Regions from separate parts of the Ovis aries genome. Here region 1 is linked to region 2. Evidence: chromatin contacts called from public Hi-C data. All regions are on one chromosome and are shown on one strand. Each heading gives the region's core, a stretch centred on a gene start, on an enhancer-like site or on the middle of the called end of the contact. The rest is flanking DNA. Distances are from core to core; before and after follow the strand shown. Region 1 overlaps HAPLN3 (hyaluronan and proteoglycan link protein 3). Region 2 holds the start of LOC114109097 (myeloid-associated differentiation marker-like).

The links. Hi-C and Micro-C count contacts between places; a contact is called where the count stands out from the background.
Region 1: a contact with region 2 is called in a Hi-C map of liver, with 4 times the contacts expected there. The contact joins the enhancer-like site here to the promoter of LOC114109097 in region 2. A contact is called at or near these places in 5 of 16 Hi-C or Micro-C datasets (hypothalamus, liver, skin fibroblasts and 1 more).

The regions. Positions count from the first base shown.
Region 1 is chr18:19,778,191-19,785,042 of ARS-UI_Ramb_v3.0, forward strand. HAPLN3 (hyaluronan and proteoglycan link protein 3) reads right to left here. Exons shown (of 4, transcript XM_060401388.1): 2 at 6,251-6,619; 3 at 2,783-3,085; 4 at 337-2,130. The coding sequence ends at 1,844. Among named protein-coding and RNA genes, the nearest start is that of HAPLN3, 15 kb to the right of the region's middle. Within about 2 kb of position 4,056, at least 1 of the 54 cell types and tissues checked has an H3K27ac peak or open chromatin away from gene starts, as enhancers often do. A contact at or near this core is called in liver, where this site is marked.
Region 2 is chr18:19,594,906-19,602,096 of ARS-UI_Ramb_v3.0, forward strand. LOC114109097 (myeloid-associated differentiation marker-like) reads right to left here and starts at 4,360. Exons shown (of 1, transcript XM_027957496.3): 1 at 1-4,360. It overlaps LOC101122633 (myeloid-associated differentiation marker-like), which reads right to left and starts at 4,360. Exons shown (of 1, transcript XM_012098452.5): 1 at 412-4,360. The coding sequence starts at 4,107. The coding sequence ends at 3,241.

The sequences.
Region 1 (6,852 bases), core at 2,806-5,305, 180 kb after region 2:
CCCCCTGCAATGCGGGAGACCAGGGTTCGATGCCTGGGTTGGGAAGATCCCCTTGAGAAGGGAATGGCAGCCCACTCCAGTATTCTTGCCTGGAGAATTCCGTGGACAGAGGAGCCTAGTGGCCTACGGTCCATAGGGTCACAAAGAGTCAGACACAACTGAGGGACTAACACTGGTGCTGCTTAGCATGTGTCAGTGTGAGTCTGCTGATGTCTCTTTGGGTGTGTACTTGTGTGGTTGAGTGTTTGCTGGTGAGTATTTTTATGTGCCCAGGTTACCTACAGCTCTGGAAAGGATCCGTGGACAAAAGTAGAAGATGCAGCGATGGTCACAGAGTAGGAACTCAAAAATTGTGCCTTTTTATTAAGTAACTGATTCATTGGGAACACAGCTATGTCATTCGTTTTCAGCCTTGAGTCTGCATTAGAAGGGCTTGTGAGAGATCCCACTCCAGGGTTTTCGACTCAGCGGGTCTGAGGTCAGGTGCAGAAAGTTGCATCTCAAACACATTCCCAGGTGAAGCTGGTGGCGCCGGCCACACTTGGAGAAGCGCCTGGCTAAGTAAAGGACCGACTGTGGCTGGCAGCGGTGTGCCTGCGCAGAAGCAGGAGACCTGGTTTCTTGAGGCTGACATGGGGGTGGGGACCAGGGTGAGGAATAGCCTCCTCTGGCCTCCCACTCTTATGCTGGGTCCATGCAGACACACAGCCTGGAGTGGGATGGTGGGAGAACACGCCAGGAGGCCCTCCAGCTGCTAGGTCAGTCCCTGAGGCAGGATACACACAGGCAGGCCAGGCCAGACCAGGGCAGCCTGAAGGTGCAGCCCATGTGTTCCCTGCCCACGCCAGTGGACAGACCCAGGCGACCTCTTCAGTCTAGGACAGAACCGTCCCCCATGCAGGGAGCTGGACCTGCAGGGAGCTGGACCCTAAGACTGAATGAGATAAAGACTGAGACACAGGGACTTCTCTGGTGGTTAAGTGGCTAAGACTCCATACTCCCATCGCAGGGAGCCTGGGTTCAATCCCTGGTCAGGGAACTAGATTCCACATGCCACAACTAAAGGTTTGCCTGTCGCAATGCAGATTGAAAATCCCGCATGTCACAACTAAGACCTGGTGCAGCCAAATAAGAAGCAAATTTAAAAAAAAAAAAAAAAGCGCAACACGGAGGAGGGCTCAAGATGGAGGGAGGGGTCACAGCACCATTTATTGTCCAAAACAGTACTTAGACCTGAGGGCCACTCGCCAAACAGGGAAAAATGAGAACAAAACACTGACTCTTTGGAGCCAAGAGAGAAGGAAAACATGGGGCGGGATCTCTCTCCCTTCCCTGGGATGTCACATGGAAGCCCAGGGACCCACCTCCCGCCCAGGCTCCTCCACTGTGCTGAGACGGGCCAGCTGCTCCCCAAAGAAGTACGAGGGTCAGGAGACCACCAGGCCTGAACCCCAGCTCGAGCCACCTGGCTGCCCTCTCATCCCCAGGCGGAGGCGGAGGACAAGTCGCAGCCCTGGCTCCCCCTGCCACTGCTGGCTCTGGAAACAGCCTCCCCGGGGCTGGGAAAGGGGATGGATTCAGTGATGGCAGAGAGCGCTCATGAACCCAAGGACCTCAAACGTCCCAGAGGAGAGAGACAGGAGGATTCGAGGAGGGTGAGAGCCTTGGTAAAAGGACCTGAGTAAAAGGACGATTTGGGATCTGTGGGATTTACCCAAAAAATAATATTTAAAAATAATTTTAAGTTGGAAAGTATAAAAACAAGATGAAAATTGCCCCAACCTGCAAGGGAAAACGAACTACTCAATAAATACAGCCCATGAGGAGAGGGGGCAACCTGGCATTAGCGTGGCCGGTAGCAGTAGACGCCGTACTTGCGGCTGTGTGGGTCTGGGAAGCCAAAGCTTCGGACCCCAGGCTCCAGGGCCCCACAGTTGGAACGTGGGTGAGCCACAGGGTAGCGGGCACTGCCATCTGCCAGCCAGCCAGCATCGCAGCGGTCCAAGCCACTGAACTTCCAGGCGGCAAACAGCTGGCCCACCTTCGCGATCTGGGCTCCATCTTCCCAGCAGGCCTCCCTTGCCTCTGCCAGCGTCAGCTTCTCAGGGTGCTCCAGGTAGTACACCTGCCCTGTGGGATGCGGGGCGTGAGGACGGAGAAGCAGAGGGGCCAGCCAGAGAGGGCCTGGGGCAAGGCCAGCCCATACAGACCCCACCACCCAGCCCCCAAAAGACCTGTTAACTCTCTACGCTTAGGGAGCTGCCACGTTATGGAGCATCTGCAGTGGAGACTGTCAGGGGCACGTTCCCAAATCTCAGCCCCTCTCCAAAAGCATCATCCCCCCTGCCATGGTGCTGGGTTCCCCACAGTCAGATCTGTACTCTGCCCAGCCTTTCCTAATTTTACTCTAGGTGGGCGCCCCACCGCTGCTAGACCAATCAAGAGTCTCTCATCTGCTCAGCCATTTACTGAGCACCTACTAAGTGCCAAGCTGGGATATGGCACTGAACAGATCTGTTTTTATCCGTGTATCTTCCCATGAAATGAGCGCCTTTGTGAGGGCAGACTGTGTTTTATCTGTCTATGATGACCCAGCACCTAGTAGGCCCTCAGGGAATGTGGGATGATTGACTAGACCGATGATCAGTGTGAAGCGGCAGCATCGAGGCACTCAGTTGGACAGGGCTTCAGCTGGAAGTGCCAGCAGGGTGGGCAGAGAGGACTGAAGGCCCCCAGAGGCTGCCCTCCCACCCGCGGGCCCATGCTTGGCCAGTCCACTCACCCCTGAGGGCAACCGCGAAGCAGAACACGTCATAGCGGTGCAGGCGGCGGTGGCGCGGGCCGTAGCTGCGCACGCCTGGCGCCAGGCCCAGGCCTCCGCAGGGGCGCCGGGCCTGCGTGACGGGGTACTGCACCGAGGCGTCCTGCAGCCAGCCCGCGTTGCACCAGTCCAGGCCCTCCTCCCAGGCCCGGAACAGCTGCTCGAAGGAGGCCACCACCGCGTCCTGCTCCTCGCAGGCCTGCTGGGCTTCGTGGAAGTTGAACTTGTAGCGCCCTTGGGGGTGCTGGTAAGGAAAGACCACACCTGGGGAGGGCAGAAAAGGGGGCTTGAGTGGGTGGGCAGGGCCCGGTGATGGGAGACCCACTTCCACTGAGAAAGAGGCTTCCCTCAAAACACACACACACACAGAGTCCCTCAGAAAAGGTCTACAAACCTGTCACCTCCTGTCCACTGTCCAAGTCCAACGCAGAACCAGTATCTGCTTTACATCTCCCTCCCAGAGCTAGACAGGCACACAGCAGCACTCAGAAAACTACTAATTTGTTAACGGAATGAATGAGTCAGTCAAATAATATCCCCAATTACAGAACAGGGTTAATACCTAACCCACAGGGTTGTTCCAAGAACCCCAGTGCTATGGGCTCAGTATGCCTGCTGAGTCACTCAGTTGACTCTTTGTGACCCCACGGGCTGGAGCCCACTGGGCTCCTTTCTATTTTTCCAGGCAAGAATCCTGGAGTGAGCTGCCATTTCCATCTCCAGGGGATCTTCTCGACCCAGGGATTGAACCTTCGTCCTCTACGTCTCCAACATTGCAGGAGGATTCTTTACCACTGAGCCACCAAGGAAACCCATGGTCTCAATTCAGATGATTAAATCCTAATGCCCAGGAATTCCCCTGGCAGTCCAGTGGTTAGGAAATGGTGCTCTCACTGCCAGAGCCCAGGACTGATCCCTGATCAGGGGACTAAGATCCTGAAAGTCGCACAGCACAGCTAAATAAATAAATCCTAATGCCCAATATGATGGTATTAGGAGATGGCGCCTTTGGGACGTAATTAGGTCATGAGGGTGGAGTCCTCATGAATGGGGTTAGTACCCTTAAAAAAAGACACCCCAGAGAGCTCCCCCCAAGGCCCTTCCACCATTGTGAGGACACAGAAGTCTGTGACCTGGCACCCTGGTCTGGGACTTCCAGTCTCTAGAACTGTGTGAAATGAATCTCTGTTGTTCAAAGGTCACCGAGGCTGTTTTGTTACTGCAACCTGATCTAAGACACCAGTGAGGAGGTGCTGCCACCTACAGGAGACAGGCGTTGCCGGGCTCTGGCTCAGTAGCTGAGACCTCATCGTCTATGTTAACATTAATATGGAAGCTTCAGAGGAGAATGCAAGAAACTTCCCACATGTGACAGACGACTTTCAGGGGAAGAGGAAAGAAGACAGTGAAAGTGTCAGTGGCTCGGTCATGTCTGACTGTGACCTATGTATGTAGCCTGCCAGGCTCCTCTGTCCATGGGATTCTCTAGGCAAGAATACTGGAGTTGGTTGCTATTTCCTTCTCCAGGGGATCTTCCCCACCCAGGAATCGAACCTGGGTCTCCCGCATTGAGGGCAAATTCTTTACCGTCTGAGCCACCAGGGAGGCCCCAGGGGAAGAGGAGGGATGGGAAAAGGTCTTACTAAAGGAAGCTCGAGGTCAGGGAGGTCCCAGGCAGGGGGCTTTCTGGTACCACGGTCTGGGAGGTGCCACAGGCTCCCTCAAAATTCCATGTTTGAAATTTTACTGTAATAAAAAATGTTAAACCCCCTGGGCTCATTCTCTATCAAGTCAGATGAAACCTTAAGGAGAAGGGGTGTCCCTAGGGCCTGGGACTGGCGCTATTCAAAGGCAGGGTCTGGAGTGAGAGCTCCCTGGATTGGGACTGACATATACACACTGTATGATATACACACTACTATGTATTAAACAGAAAACTAATGAGACCCTGCTGTACAGCATGGGGAACTCTACTCAGTGCTATGTGGTGACCTGAAAGGAAAGGAAATCTAAAACAGAGGGGATACATGAATACATATGGCTGATTCCCTCTTCTGGGCAGCAAAAAGCAGCACGACGTTGTAAAGACACTACACTCCAATTAAAATTAATAAAAAAAAAATAAATAAAAAGTGTAATCCCAAAAAAGTGAGGACTCCCTGCTTCTCTAGGCTGCCCCTGTGGTTCCCAGACAACTGGCTCTGACCAGCTCACACACATCCCACACCATCCCCAACATCAGGGAAAAGGAACATGGCCCCTCTGGGTCACCATCTAAGCCCCATGGACTGGGCAGGTGGCTGCTGGTGGCAAGGTCCACCTCTGATTGACAAGCTCTTGAGCCACATTCTATCCTCATCTCCTCGAAGAAGGTAAAGGAGGAAGTACCCTTATTCTTCATTTTTTTTTTTACCTGTGACAGGACTGGAGCTCTGGGGGGAAGGCACCGATCTGGGGTGCCACAGCTGGGACGGGGTGGACATGGAGTCAGATCAGCCTTCCCTCTATACCCTCCCAGTGACTCCCTACCAGGTAGGAGAGGTCTAAGGACACACAGCCCCGGCCCAGGGTCAGAGAAGGCAGAAGTCGTGTGGAGATCACAGCTGGCAGCTTTGGACAGCACTGGTTGTTTTTGCTTTTGTTTCTAATTAGGCAATTTCTACATTAAAATCCAGAGGTTTCACATACGAATATAAGCTTCTCATGTCAAATCAGAAAATCTGGCTGCAGGGACTTCCCTGGTAGTCCAAGGGATAAAGAATCCGCCTTCCAATGCAGGAGACACAGGTTCGATCCCTGGTTGGGGAACTAAGATCCCACATGCCTTGGTGCAACTAAGCCCAATTGCTCTAGAGCCCATGCACCACGACAAAGACCCCTTGCATTGCAACTAAGACCCAACGTGGCCAAATAAGTAAACATTTGAAAGAAAGAAAGAAAATCGGGCTGCACTGGGCTTGCTTCCGGTGTAGCATCATCAGCTGGGCCTGAGTAGGAGGGCTCAGGAGTGGCCCCCGTCCCCACCACTCCGGATCACCCACCCCGGGCTGCCTCATTTGTTTGTGTCACCTGCCAACCCTGTGCAAATCTCAGCTCTGACTCAATGAGCTGTGTCATCACCTCCTGTCTCCCTCTCTCTGAACAGGACGTGAGCAAGAGGGAGTAGAGAGCAGTGGATTCTGGAGTCTGACTGCCTGTGGTCAAACCCCTACTCAGCCATGTATGAGCTGTGTGACCCTAGGTAAGTGACTTGACTTCTCTGTGCCTCGGTTTTCTCATCCACACGTTGAGGGTGAGAATAACAGGAGCTTCGTCGTGGGGTTGTTCTGAGGATTGGATGTTTTATCTGCCAGAAGCACAGAGGTCTAGATGCTTTCTCAGGGCCTTCTCCCTGCAGCCCCCAGGACCAAGCCACCGTCAGGGTCTCACCCCGAAGCTCCAACTCCACGAGACCACTCTCATCCTCTAGTCCATCAATGACCTCGCAGCGGTAGCGCCCGTAGTCCTCCAGCCGCAGGTCCCAGATCTCCAGCGACACTTCCCGCGCTCTGTCCTGCCGCAGGCGCACCCGACCTCGGTAATCCCCAAAGGTGCGCTGCCTCAGCCCAATGGCCACCAGCACGTCCTGCTCCGGGACCCCATTCTCCGACAGCTTCCACCATTTGATGCGCACAGGCCGCGGAGAGGCCAGGGCCGGCTCGTAGTGGTAGCGGCAGGGCAGGGTCACGTTGGCCCCTCGGTGGGAGAACAGGGTCTCCTCGGGCGTCTCTACCACCAGCTTCAATCCATTGAAGATGCCTGAGGGGAGAGGCGGGTGCAGATGGGAACCTCCGGCGGCACATCGGTAGTCCTGCAGGGGCCACCCCTTCCCTCACCCTCACCCCCAGCTCCCACCAGGCTCAGGAGTCCTAGATTGCACCGCCCCTGTACCCACATACTCTAATGTGACTTCACAACTCCTTCCTTCAGGAGGTGACTCTATGAACCACCCCCAGTCCCTGAAATCCTCGCTGGCCCTGCCACTTGCTTTG
Region 2 (7,191 bases), core at 3,110-5,609:
CATGGCTTGACAATGAAGCAGACAGGAATGTGGAAGTTCTGGAGATGGAGGCACTGGTGTGGTTGTGCGAGCCATCCAGGGAGGCTCTATGCCTCTCTCTTCTAAACAACTATTTACTGCATGTTCACTGTGTGCCAGGCACTGCAGATCCCACAGCAAAACCCAACTCCTGCTCTGAACGAGCACCCGAATCAGTGCAAAGACATTCTGTATAGAGCAGGTGAGCAGAGGAGAGCCAAGGACTCATGAGAACTTTTCAGAGAACTCTCCAGTTGAGCAGAGATTAAAATTCTCTGTGCAAGTCCAGAGAGCAGGGCAAGTGGACTTTGCACCCCCTAAGGAATAAAAGCTGCTGCAAAATAAGATGGCCCGTTGTGGGAGGTGATACTGTTAGAGTCTTTCGGGTCAAGCTGGTTGTTATTTTTTTAATTAATTAATTAATTTTAATTGGAGGCCAATTACTTTACAATATTGTAGTGGTTTTTGCCATATATTCACTCGTACATGTGTTCCCCATCCTGAACCCCCCACCAACCTTCCTCCCCATCTCATCCTTCAGGGTCATCCCAGTGCACCAGCCCTGAGCACCGTGTCTTATGCATCAAACATGGACTGGCGATCTCTTTCACATATGATAATATACATGTTTCAATGCTATTCTCTCAAATCATCCCACCCTCGCTTTCTTCCACAAAGTCCAAAAGTCATTTATTTACATCTGTGTCTCTTTTGCTGTTTCGCATATATGGTCATCATTACCATCTTTCTATATTCCATATATATGCATTAGTATACTGTATTGGTGTTTTTCTTTCTGCCTTACTTCATTCTGTAAAATAGGCTCCAGTTTCATCCACTTCATTAGAACTGATTCAAATGCATTCTTTTTAATAGCTGAGTAATATTCCATTGTGTCTATGTACCACAGCTTTCTTATCCATTCATCTGCCGATGGACATCTAGGTTGCTTCCATGTCCTGGCTATTATAAACAGTGCTGTGATGAACATTGGGGTACACGTGTCTCTTTCAATTCTGGTTTCCTTGGTGCGTATGCCCAGAAGTGGGATTGCTGGGTCGTATGGCAGTTCTATTTCTAGTTTTTTAGGGAATCTCCACACTGTTCTCCATAGTGGCTGTACTAGTCTGCATTCCCACCAACAGTGAAAGAGGGTTCCTTTTTGTCCACACCCTCTCCAGCTGTTGAAGCAGTCTAGGGGAAGGGGGATGTGACTGATGGTTCCCAAAGAGTATCTCACGGAATGCTAGTCCATGATGTTCCATGGAAAAAAACAGTTCCCTGAACACATAAGTCTGGGAATCACTTACTGCTATAGATCTCTTTTGGTCCTAAGAAGTCCTGCAAAAAAGAAATCTGTTTAACTTTCTGACTCAGCTTTAGGTGCATTTGGCCAAATAAATTTTTCTTGTCTTAAAATATGAATTTTATTTTATTGTTTCTTAAGATTTTCCTGCCACAAGGACCACCTCCTGGGAGCCCTTCCCCTCCATCCAACCTGCCTCTGGGTGAAGCTCTCATGCTTCATCCCAGTACAGGAGTGGCAGGAGAAGCAGGTCCTTCCCCTCCCCTCCCCGACAGCTCTGCTTGCCTGGCTCCTCTGGCCCTGGTGACTCTAGAATGCTGGGCTCTGAGGCTTTGTGGCTGAGAACAAGAGAGGAAGAAGGCTTGAGATGACTTCGCCAGTTATTTAAAAGGCTGCTGGTCTTAATGTATGCCTGCCCACTCACATACACACACACACACACACACACACACACACACACACACACACACAACCACACACAGTCAGTATGCACAAAGCACACACCTTTAAAGAGAGGCATCCAAGGGCTAGCCGGGCCCCTTTAAGACCTAGGCTCTTTCTGATTTCTAGTCAAATTTGGGCAGTTAGGACCTGTGGATTTTGTTGGTTTCATTTTGTTTATCTTTGAGGTTTTTAAGAAAGAACATTGTGGATGTGGAAGAAAGGACAAGATTTCTCTCTGTGGTTGACAGCAGGGGCTGATGGGGATTGGAAACTCCAGGTAATTAAAAGAAACCATACATATTTTTTTCTACATTTATATAGGTCACTTTATGCCTAAGCCTCAGAAAAGCAGAATGCAGTGGCAAAAAGCCACTGACCTGTGTATGCACACACACTCAAGTACTGCAATTCACTTGACTACAGCAGCTGAAATCCCCACTCAGTCAACCCACCTTCCCCAGAAAAATAGAAAAGAAATTTCACCTTTAAGAACAGGTCCATTCAGTCAATTTTGTCCTCCTGATCAGAAAAAGAAAACAAAAATTCCCAGGCAGGCTAACATCAGCTTTAAGGCTGCAGTGGCCATGCTCTTCTCCCTGCAGAGACAGGACCTGCTGTTTTGATCACTGAGGCAGGAAGGCCACATCATTGTCCCTCACCAACACTGCAGACAGCTGTCTTCAAGACTCTGTGGTTCTTCACCAGCTCCTGCTTCGATTCCCCAGAGAGTAGTTGAGATGGGGAGGCATTCAGCCTTTGCTTCCTTTAAGATGGCCTCTGCAGGCAGTGGGTTTTCAGTGAGCTTGGAAAAATTCTGGAGCCAGCGTCAGATGGGGCCAACCACCAGCTGGGGCCTAGGGACCAGGGTCTCTGCTTCAAGACTTCTCCCGCTGGAAATTACTGACTTCCAGAGATTTTGTTTAACTTAAATGGGAGACACACTGTACACAAAGAAAGAGGACCCAATGCCTAGCTACCCATCCTCATCCCCAAACCCATCACACATATACAAGAGGGACAGACTTGCTTTGGCAACAAGGCCCCTCCGGAGGCCCAGGGTGTGGACAGCTGCACAGAGGGCTGTGTGCTGTGGAGTCAGCACCTTAGGAGGTGGGAGGGGGCGGTGGGCAGAGAAGGAAGGAGTCTCAGGTCCTGATGGATCAGAAGAAGGAAAATGGGGAGAGGTGGTCTGGACACAGGAGACAGGAAAACCAAGGATGACCAGAAAAGGGGCAAAAAGCAGAAAATGTAGAAAAGATGAGAGAAGCAAGAGTAAAAGGCAAAACAGAATGTGGGCAACCAAAGAAAACAGGAAGGAGATAGAGCAGAAGGTGAAAAGAAATGGGAAAGGGAGTGAGACGAATGCAGAAGGACGTGAGAAGGGAGAGAGGAGAGCCAGAAAGAGGACACTAGAGCTTGGTAATGAACTTCAGGTGAGACAAGGGAGGAATTGGGATCCCTTGGGCAAAGCCTCAGCCTCTGTTAAAATTCAGGCGGGCAGAGAACACCAGGTCAGTCACATAAATCAGCAGGTTGATGGCTGTCAAACTAACCACAGCCAGTTGTTGGTCCCAGATGCACACAGAGGTGGGGACTCCACTGCTGCAGTTCACGTCACTGGACCACTGGAGCGGCCTGCCCAACTCCTCGTTGAACTGGTAGAGCGGCCAGAGGAGCAGAGCAGTGGTATAGAGGAGGACGGAGAGCAGGGTCAACACAACCTGGAAAATGGAGAAGGGGATGGGCAGCCTGTTGTCGCATTTGCCCAGGTTCACCAGGATGGCCACGGATGACAAGACGAAGCAGATGGAATACACAGCCACGCACCACTTCAGGGCCGGCTGGTGCGAGTACAGGGAGGTGTTGCTGAGGAAGACAAAGATGACACAGGCCACGATGGTCTCCAGCCCCTTAAGCAGGCCTGGCACGGTGGCCATATAGCCTGTGATCATGTTGGGCTGGGCCCTAGTCCAGGTCACGTCCATGGCATAAGCCACAAAGGCGATGCAGGAAAATGCAGTGGAGATGATGGTGCGGTCCCAGTTGTGGCTGTTGAACAAGAACTGAATGTAGATGACGGGGTAGATGATGGAGGCTGAGAGGCAGAGGAGGGCGGAGTAGCAGTTGCAGGTGGTGAGAAAGTTGTCCCAGGAGAAGGGGAAGTGGCCCTCCAGCCCGCATAACTCAACTATGAGGATGAGGAGGGTCAGGACGAAGCAGAAGCACCAGATGAACATGGACCAGTTACCTATGGCCCCCTTCCAGGTGCCCACGCTGGCCCCCAGCGAGAAGGCCATGCAGGTGGAGAACAGCTGCAGCTGTCGCAGGCAGCAGCCCATAATGGTTGGGGAGCCCAGGGCCTGAGGACGATCATGTGGTAGTCGTTCTGGTCCTGGTCACCGGTATGGCAGAGGTCTTCGCTGAGGATTCACCCGAGAAAAGTCCAGCCCTGGAGGTGAATTAAGTCAGATGCCAGGAAAAGGCTCAGGGCCCTGTGATGGCTGAGGCTCAGGATCTGTGGAGTTGGACTCAATGGCTCAGACACTCGGGCAGAAGCACATCACTCCCGAATGGTTCTCCTTCACCCATCCCCCTTGACCTTGTCACAAGACTTGTCTTATCCCAAAGCTCACAGCTGGGTTGGGTCTGGCATCAGACCATGAACATTTATTTCTTCACCTCTTTCTGCTGTATGCCATTATCTACGGAGACATAGGGTAGCCTGACCCTTATCTACAACCCCAACCTTTCAAAGTTCTGAAAATTGGACAAGAATTTTTTTAAAAAAATTGTTTGGTAACAAAATTTAAAATGAACAGACACAGACCATTTATGGTCTTCATTTCATGTAGTGTGAATGTTCAAAATTCAGTTGCAGAAACACGAATGTGTTTGATTACAAGGTATTTCAGACCCCAGTGGGGTATTATGTCATGTAGGATAGAAGCACCATGTTACATAAATGAAGCTGAAAAATTCGGAGTCCTGGAGCATATCTGACCCACAGGGTTTCAGAAAAGGGACTGTGGATTTTACTACTAACCCCCTTTTACAGACAAGAAAACTAAAGTTGGGGGAATTAAGTCCTTTCCTAAGGTGGCACTGGAGAAAGAAATGGCAGCCCACTCCAGTATTCTTGCCTGGAAAATCCCATGGACAAAGGCCTGGTAAGATATAGTCCATGGGGCTGCCAGTAGTCGGACACGACTGAGCACACTCGCCTACTAAGGGTGCATGACTAGGAAATGGGAACCCAAATAACAGTGCCAAAGCTGCGGGTTTGAAGGCTTTGCTCTATAGCTGACATGTCAAAAGGGCCCATGGGTGGGAGCTCAGGACCAAAGCTCAAGGCTCTGGGACCCAGGATACACTTTCAAGGCCACGGCCTCCTTCCACAGCAACCTGAAGACATACGGGTCCTGGCCTTGCCTCCCTGCAGCCATCACTAGAAGGAGCTGCCGTCTGAAGGGACACAACCCCACCCGGAGGAGGGCAGCTTCAGGGGTGAACAGGGAGGAGCCATGGGGTGAGAGCAAGGCCACAGGGACGAGATGACATGGGAAGTAGGGACTATTCTGAATCCCCTCCTCCGAGTTTTACCTTAACATGTGATTCTTGCACACTGGGGAGAGAGACCCCAATCCAGCACGACTCCAAGGTAGAGGATCATGGAGGAACCATAGAATAAATTAACATGTCCGGCTCTTAAGCTCCAAAGCTGCCATCCAGGTGGAAGTCTGGAAAGATCTAGGAGTAGTCCTACCTGAGCAGGATTTTCCTGGCCTGGGAGACTGGTTCGCAGCTTCCAAGCTGGGAACCAAGGGATTGGAAATGAACAAGGATGCTGTGTCTGATGCTGAATGGAGCCTTTCAGGGCATCCCGGGGAGTGGGTGGGGATGGATGGATGATCAGCCCCTTTTTAAAAGCAAAAGCTGAAAGAGGAGGCCCCTGCAGGACCCCTGGGAGGAGACAGCCCTGAGGATGCTCCCGGGACTGGGGTGGGCAGGGGGCAGAGTGGAGATGACTAGGGGGGTCCCAGGGTCCCAGGGGCCCTGAGACACCCAGTAGGTGTCCTCTGACCCAGAAGGGATGCAGGCATGGAGCCAACCTTCCCATGGAGGAGGGGCCTGGAGTGGAACTGAAGAAGCCCCATGAAAGCCTCAACATGTCTGAAATGCTATGAACTGTGAGCCCCGAGAAGTGTCCCTGGACAGTGACATGCCATCTTCACCATCTCTCCTTATAGCCCGGTGTTTGGCTCCTTCGTGTCACCACAGAGTCCCTCTGAGCGTCGCACATTCTGGGGAAATCCTTGCAGGCGTGACAGAGCCAGCCTGGCCTCTGGGAGCCAGAGTGGTGTTAAGGACTCAGGCCAGGGCTATTACTCAAACAAACCAACAATCTCAGGGCCAGAACAGCAGCAATTATTTAAGTATTCTTGGAAACGCCAAAATTTTCTTTCTTCTAGTTTGTACTAATCTTTTCCTCTGGGCTGCAGAACAGACTTGCATTGTCAGCACAACAGCACCAACTCCCTCATTCCACCCTCCCTTCCCCAAGACACACCACACACACACACACACACACACACACACACACACACACACACACACACGCTCGGAAGAGAAACCCATGAGGCAGAGGCTTCTGTGAGTTCCCAGAAAGCCCATGACCCAGGGAACTGGAGCCCATCCTCTGTGAGCCCTGGTCAGTGTGGTGAAACCCAGCTCCCCTGCGAGATGCAGCAGGTGGAGGAACCAAGGTTGGCAGAGAGGGAGGGTGTTGGGGACAACAGCTGGAGAAAAGGGTCCTCCTCAAACAGTTCAGAGCCCTGGAGAAGCCGCCCAGCATATTTAACTACACCTTTGCCCACAGTGGATGCAGAGAGCCACTTGATCTCCTCAGACAGTAGGTGGCGCTCTTGTATCTGGTACTCAGCACGGTGGACACACTCCCTCCCCTACCTGAGGCCTGACACTCAGGCGCCTCTCCCATAATGGCCCCTGAGGACCAGTAGCTGCCACCTAGAACCAACTTCTCCAGGAACAGCAGCCTCACTCCTGTCTCCATCACCAATCACATTAGTGAGGGCCTCAGTGACTGTCAACACATCACCAGGCTTTTACCGGGGTCTCCAGTGACATCACTTCCTCCGCCCAGCTCCCCATTTTCCAGTAATTGTGCCCAGAGCATGCAAGCTAATTGAAACAAGACGTGGGCTTTTGTGCTAAAGTAGCCTTCAACAGAGAGGCAAGGGCGGCTTCTGGAAAATGTTAATGCTTTCCTGTTGGATGCAAATCCTGCTTGGAACTTAGCTTCAAACGAAACCTCATCTGTAAAATGAGGGGGTTGGACAATCCCGAAGAGCCATGCTGGCTCTGAGAGTTTATGCTACTGTGAAAAAAATTCCAACTGAGCCCTG